2 separate regions of the Oryctolagus cuniculus genome follow, and region 2 is linked to region 1. A link is a contact called in public Micro-C data. All regions are on one chromosome and are shown on one strand. The core of a region is the stretch at or near the end of the contact, and the rest is flanking DNA. Distances in the headings are between cores, read along the strand shown.

The links. A called contact is a pair of places that touch in the nucleus more often than the background predicts.
Region 2: a contact with region 1 is called in a Micro-C map of ear pinna, with 3 times the contacts expected there. The contact joins the promoter of MRTO4 here to the promoter of NBL1 in region 1. A contact is called at or near these places in 2 of 6 Hi-C or Micro-C datasets (ear pinna and an unstated tissue).

What each region holds. Positions count from the first base shown.
Region 1 is chr7:151,006,930-151,010,429 of mOryCun1.1, reverse strand. It overlaps NBL1 (NBL1, DAN family BMP antagonist), which reads left to right and starts at 1,729. Exons shown (of 4, transcript XM_070079208.1): 1 at 1,729-1,950.
Region 2 is chr7:151,342,490-151,345,989 of mOryCun1.1, reverse strand. MRTO4 (MRT4 homolog, ribosome maturation factor) reads left to right here and starts at 1,767. Exons shown (of 8, transcript XM_002716008.5): 1 at 1,767-1,915; 2 at 3,343-3,401. The coding sequence starts at 1,888. It overlaps EMC1 (ER membrane protein complex subunit 1), which reads right to left and starts at 1,628. Exons shown (of 23, transcript XM_070079217.1): 1 at 1,473-1,628. The coding sequence starts at 1,567.

The sequences.
Region 1 (3,500 bases), core at 480-2,979:
TTTGGCCCACGAGGCTGGTTTCTGTGGCACGTGGTTCTCTGCCAGACGTCAGCCGCACCCCTGTGTGACTTCAGCCAGGCCACGTGGCCTCTCCCTCTGGGCGTGAACTTTCTCATGGAATGGTGATAGCACTACTGTTTGTCGCGCAGATTTATCACGAGTGGGAAGTGCTCGGAGGGGATGAGGCACACGGGAAGTGCTTGCGTGCCTGTGCGCTGTGTAACAGCTTGTGGGAAGACTTTGAGGGCGGGACCTCGGTGCGTGCTGGAGACGCCCCATGCCACATCAGAGTCCCACCTCTGCTCTTCCGTCCAGCTTCCTGCTGAGGTGCATGCCGGGAGCAGCAGATGATGGCTTGAATTCTTGGCCTCTGCCATCCACTTTAGAGACTTGGATTGAGTTCTGGGCTCCTGACTTTGGCCTGGCCCAGCCCCAGCTGTTGCAGGCATTTGGGGGAATGAACCAGTGGATGGAAGCTCGCTCTCCCCCCCCTCAAATAAATGAAATCAACCAATAGAAAGAAGAGATTGACCTGTGCTACAACGGTGGGGACGGTCATTACCTCACTCAACCTAATGCATTGTGCACCTTGCCTGGTCCCACCGTGAGCCCCGAGCACCGGGCAATAAGCCCCCCGACCCATGCCCTCCGGGAGCCCAGGCCAGATAGGAGAGCGGCACACTTCCGGGGGGCAGGGACCCCTGCTCCAGGACCACTCCAGACTTCCCAACCCGGTGCTTGCAGAGGGGGTTCCTCGGGCGGGAGGGAAGTGCAGGCACAGGGAACAGCGGGTAGGCAACAGCCTGGATGCCTGGCGATGCCGGCTGAGTTGGAGAGGGCCCAGCGGAGGGAGTCACCTGCGGGCCACCAGGAGCCAACCACGGGGCTCAGCAACCTCGTGACACCGGCAGAGCAGGGCTGCGCCCACCAAGCCAGGTGAAACACATGGACACGGCTCAACCGTGCCACGAAAACAATCCCTCCCCCCCAGGTCCCACAGACGGGGCCCACACGGTGTCCCTGAGCTGCCACCGTCACAGGGCAGAGCTGGTGTCTCGCCGGGTTGGGATCACAGCACACACGGCCCCTTCGCTCTTCTGCGAGCCCCGGAGGTGAGTCTGTTTCCTGGCGTTCTGAATAGCATCGTTCCTCCAGGGGCTCCCAGATCCTTCTCTCGTCTTGGCACGGTTAAGCCAGCGCCTGGAGCCCATCGGAAGCCCGGTGACAGACTCCAGCGGAGGCCAGGCGGCCCTGGGGTACAACGGGTCGCGCGCCGGGGAGCGGGCAGGACGGGCGCGCCGCAGGACTCCCCCTCTCCCCCACCGGTAGGCCGCGTTCCCGGCGCCCGGAACTCGGAGGGCCGCAGCTCAGGCCAAGACTGCAGTGCCCAGTGCCCCTTAAAGGACAGCTTGGTCACCACGAGGCCTGGCACGACGCACTCGGGAGAAGCCAGGCGGAGGGAAGACCCAGCGCAGACACACTCGGGAGGGAGCCTCGGCACCGGCCACGGCGCCCCGCTCGCTGCCCTGGCCCGGGGGCGCTCCTCCGCGCCGTCGGACCGCGCCGGAGCCGGGCCGGGGCCACGGCGGCCGCGGGCCCCTCCTGCGCCGCAGCCCGGAGGGAGCGGCCGCGCGCGGGGCCCGCCCGCCCTTTCTCCTCCGCGTCCCTCCCCTCGCTGCCCCCGCCCTCGCTCCCTATTTGGAGCCGAGACTCCCTGACGTCGGAGCCGCTCGGCTCGCAGCTCCCCCGCACCGCGCGCCCGCCCGGGCCGCAGACGGCGCGCAGCGCAGCCCAGCCGAGCCTCGCGGGGCCGCCGCCAGCTCCGCCGGCCGCCTCGCCCAGCCTCCCGGGGGCGCCCGGGCCTGCGACCCCGCGGCCCGCACCAGCTGCGCAGGACCCGGCGGGCGCGCCCGCGCTCCTCCGCCGCCTCCGCCGCCGCTGCCGCGCGCGGTAAGTCCCGCCCGGGCCGGCACGCGGGCGCCCGGCTTCCAGAGGCTTCGGCCGCGCCCCCGGCCGCGAGCTGCGCACCCCCGCGCGTCGGGCGGCCGCGGGCACCGTGCGGAGGCGCCGCCGCCGCCGAGCTCGGGAGCCCAGGGCCCGCCGGGCGCGGGAGCCGGGGACGTGGGCGCGGCGCGGGGGTGGCCGGGGGCAGCGCTGCGCCCGGAGCCCGTCCCCAAACTCGCCTCGGGGTCCGGTTTCTCGGTCGGAGTTCCCGCGGCCCGAGAGGACACGGAGGGAGATGCGGAGCCGGGCGGGCCGCGCGGGCGCCGGGGCAGCGCCCGGGGCTCGGCCGCTGGGCTCGCGCGTCCCCCGGCGCTGCTCGGGCCTCCGGGCTCGTGGACGGCTCGGCCTCGCTCTGCGCCCCTCTCCCCTCCCGCGGTTCCCGTCGCCCCGTTTCCGCCCCTCTTTCTGCGCCCCCCCCACCTCAGTTTTCTGCTCCCCGGGGCTTGTGGCTCTGCCTTTATGTCTCCTCCTCCCCGTCCCCCCGCGCCGCTCCCCCCGTGCGGCTCCCGGGCCCCCGCCCTCCAGTTCAGGCATCCCACGGTGTTGGAGGCGCCCCCACCCCCCCAAGTTGGGTTGCTAGATTGTTTCCTGGGGCCGGGCCAAAGTGCAAAACCCTCTGCCCGCGCCCGGGGCCTGGCCTGGGTCGTCCCCACCTGGAATTGAGTCTGGGGCCGGGAGAGCCCTTTCCGGGGGCTCGTTTTTTTTTTTTTTTTTTTATATGAATTCCACCCCCGCGACGCTGTCTGGACAGCAGGGCCCTGCTGCCGGCCACCTGCCCGCCCGCTCGCAGGGCGGGGCTGCCGCTGAGCCTGCCCCAGCCGCGGTCGAGGGCAGCTGCCTGCCTCGGCGTGGCCAGGGACTTGGCGGACCTCAGAGGTCCAGGCCGCATTTGCAGGCTTTGGGAGACCCTCGCCCAGCTGTGCACCCCCAGCCTGTAAGTGGGGGCGCCCCAGGGGAAGAGGGACCAGGCCCTGGCTGGGTGGGGGTGGAGGAGCCCCTCACCCTTTGTGGCTGTCTAAGCTGTGACCTCCTGAGCCTCCCCCAGGGCTGGGGCTGCTCGGGTGTGGTTTGCCTCAAGAATGGGGGCCAAAGACGAGGGGAGGCCTGAGCGGCCCCTTGTTCACCCACCCCTGCAGGCTGCTGCCTCTTCCCGCTGTCCCTGGGGGCCTGTGTGCTGCAGGCCAAGACAGGGGTGTGGGTGCCCCGTGCTAGCCGGCGATACGGCCTCATGGTTTTACAGGGAAGTTTCAGACTGAATTTGGCTTCTTCCCCTGCTCCGTCCGGCCCGCAGCCCCAAGGCTTGGAGGCTCCTGCGGCGGGCAGGGCTGCGGTGGGGTGTGCGAGGGGCTTCTGCCCAGCAGATGTGCCGGCCGGCCCTGCGGAGCTCGGCAGCTCGTTAGCATGCATCTGTTTCTTCGGAGGCTGTTTTTGGCCTGTGGCAGGAGGGCTGTGGCCCTGGGCTGGGGGCCTGGCACCGCGGTTAGTCACAGCCGGAA
Region 2 (3,500 bases), core at 518-3,017, 340 kb before region 1:
GGCACAAACGCTGTGGCAGTGGACAAGTCACAGGGCCACCCCCACCACCCTCCTGAGGACGCACAAGAAACGCTCGCTCATAAACAGACGATGCCGAAAGCAAGATTCCCATGCATGGAGTCGGACGCACAGGAACGAGAGGGGAGAAGGACCTCCTCACAGGAGAGAAAGACCAGGTCTTCCAGCTAATGCAATGCATAAGGGGCGTCCACAAGAACAGAAGCCGATGCTGGAACAAACAGCACACTCTTCCCCGCTGTCAGTGACAAACGTGGATCTGCAGCTTATAAACAAGAGTAGGGACGCCACCTTGCCAAGCTTCCCTTCCCGTCACTGCGCTCTGGATAATAAAGCACGCAGGCACGCCAACAAGACCCCAGAGACGGGGCTGGGCCTCTGTTCTCTCCAGCCCTTGCCAGCCCACACCCTGGGCACCCATCTGCATCAGTGCTCATGCTGTGCCTGGGCTGGGTCACTTTCAGCACCCTGCACCAGCACCAAGGGAGTATGGTCCCTCTCGAGATGGAAACCACCGCGTATGGGCGGTACCTACACACTGCAGCTAATGCAAGACCAGCACGTTCAGCACCTGTGGCGTGTGCAGCTCGGTCTCGTTTATTAAATTAAAAAAAAAAAAAAAAAAAAGGCTAGGTGCTGTGGTGCAGAGGATTAAGCCATCACTCCCAATACCAGCACCCTGTGTTGCATGGCGATTCGAGTTTGGGCTGTTTGTTCTACTTCAGATCCAGTTCCCTGCTGATGGGCCTGGGAAGGCAGTGGAAGATGCCCAAGCACGTGGGCCCCTGCCACTCACGTGGGAGACCAGGGTTGGAGCCCCATGGCTCCCGGCTTTGGCCTGGCCCGGCCCTCTGGGGAGCAAACCACTCCATTACCATATACCATGACCCTCTCGTTATGCATTGCATTAGCTGGAAGACTGTCAGTGTTTCTCTTCAACTAGGAGGTCCTGCTCCCCTCTCCATCTCTCCCTCTCTGTTGCTCTTTCAAGTCAATACATAAATACTTAGAAACAAGAAAAAGAAACTAAGTTAGCAGAGGCAGATTTTTATGATCTTTGACAGTTTGTACGCGTGTTTTCACATACTCCATTCTCACTGTACCCACTGAACAATCCCACGCACGCCCGGCCGCAGGGAGCCCTGTCACCGCCACCCCACGCACGCCTGGTCGCCGGGGGCCGCGTCTGTCACCGCCCACCAGAACCCCACAGGGCCGGTTTCGGGCGGGCATCCCGCACCGTCCCACAAGCACTCCCCCCAATGCTCGGCTTAGTGCACCTCGTCCTAAAATTCTTCTTTTTGGAAGAAGAGATCCCCGTTTTCATTCTGCACTGGGGCCCGCAGGTCCGCAGCCGACCCCGCGACATGGTAACCTCCCGCCCGTTAGCAGGTCGGACGCAGGTGCTGGGAAAACAACCACCTGCTTCCCGAATCACCCCAACGCGCACGCACCAGTCAAACTTGCCCACTTGGTCCTCGTAGACCGCGGCCGCAGGGATGAGCAGCGCAGCCCAGAACCAGAACCGGGAAGCGGACGCCGCCGCCATGACAGGCCCGAGGCCCCGCCCGCCGCCGGCCCGGCATGCACCGGGTCGCAGGCTCCGCCTCCCTGGAACCATAGAGTTGAGGCCGCTCGCCAGGCCTTCGGTAGGGCGCTCAGTGCCCGGAGGACTCCAGGACGCTCCGGCAAGCCGCCCTGCAAGCACAGGCGAACCCGTGAGCGGCGGCACGGCCAGGGGAGACAGGTCGCAGGGCAGATCGGGTCAGGCACACGCGAGGGCAGCCTCCAAGGCGCGTCCCAGAGGCCCCCGCGCCGCCGGGGTCCTAGCGAGCCGCACCACTTTCAGCCGCACGTGGCTCCAGCGCGATGCCCAAGTCCAAGCGGGACAAGAAAGGTGGGCCGAGCGGGAGACGGGACCCAGCGGTGGGGCTTTGGGGCGGCGGGGCCCGGAGCGCGTCCCCGGGACGTCCGTGGGGAGCTCGCCGCGAGCTGGCGTGGGTCCCGGGGCGGCGGGATCACCGGCGGGAGCTGGAGCCCGGGCGGGGAAACCAGCTCTGTGGCCTGGCTTCCAGCGCTTTTGCGAGCGTCCAGGCTGGGCCGCGTCCCCCACCGCAGCCTCTCCCCGTTTTCCCTCTGTCTCTGCGCTCCCGCCGCCCTGGCTGCCTTTCCCGAGCTGCGGAACAGGCGTGTCCCCGCGTCTGACTCTCTGCTTGCGTTTCCTTTAGCCCCACGCACGCAGATGCCCCCGTCCCCATATGCCTGGACTTTGTCCGTCCAGGAGAGGTGCCTCCTGAGACACCGTTCCTGGCGTCTGTCACTCGGGAGCTTTGGCATCTTCAACAGTGCTTAAGGGTCTGGGACTTGTTGGGCATTGGAGGATGCGGCACTTAGGACAAGGACGTCCTCGCTAATCGCTTTAGTCGTGCACTAATCACGGATCCCCCAAGGTATAAGAAGCGGGATAAACGGGGTTTGTCAGATCGTGGTGGCCCTCGTGGAATAAACGTGGTGCAAAGAGGTGGAAGTGACATCCTGTGTAGTGCGGTTCCGGGAGGGCCCCACTGACGAGCAGAAGCCTGGGCGGTCTCGGGGGGAACGCGCCGTGCAGGGTCCCGAGGTAGGGAAACGCCTGGCTTCCTGGAGCTTAATCCGAGCGGCGATGGGAGGGGTCTTTAGTGTCAGAGGCTGGTAGCCTGGGTGAAGGTGGGGGCAGAGGGCGAGTAAGGCTGACGCTGGCCGAGTGGGAGCAGCGGGTATCGTGGGAGTGAGTGGCTGTGTTTCATTTGCCCTCCTCTCTCACACTGGCCGCTGACTGGTGTGCTCGCCTTTGTCCGCTGTGCCTTGTGCAGAGGGACTGCGAGTGCCGGGCAGGGTGCGCAAGGGGACATTGCCGGTGGTGCTGTGTTAGGTGTTTGGCAGGATTTGATTCCTGGTCAGATCTGGCACGTGGCAGCTCCTCTGGGTAGGGGACACATAACAGCCCGGCTTGCCACAGCTCAGGCCGGCCGGAGCAGGCCTCTGCGCGTCCCGGCCGAGAGCAGGACAGCAGCCGGAGCACGCCTCACCTGGGACTGGAAGTAGAGACTTGGGGGTCAGCCCAAGGGGCTAAGGGACTCCAGACCCGGGAACGCTGGGACGTAGGCCTCCAGGGACGCTGCGAGAAGCGACGGCAGCAGAGGCCTGGCTGCCTCCCCTCAGGCCGCCTGGTCCAGCCGAGCTACTGAAGCGGAGAAGGAGATGGGTCCCCAGGGCGGAGAAGGAGATGGGTCTCCAGGCGTGCGGATGTCTGATCGTCACTCCGCTTGTTTTCCCTTGTGGTAGTGTCCTTAACCAAAACTGCCAAGAAGGGCTTGGAGCTGAAGCAGAACCTGATAGAAGAGGTGAGCGCCTGTTCTTGACTCTCGGAGCTTGCGTTGGGTGGGTTTCGAAGGGCGGACACAGGCGCCCGTTTCCTCCTGAGCAGCCCCCCGGCAGGACTG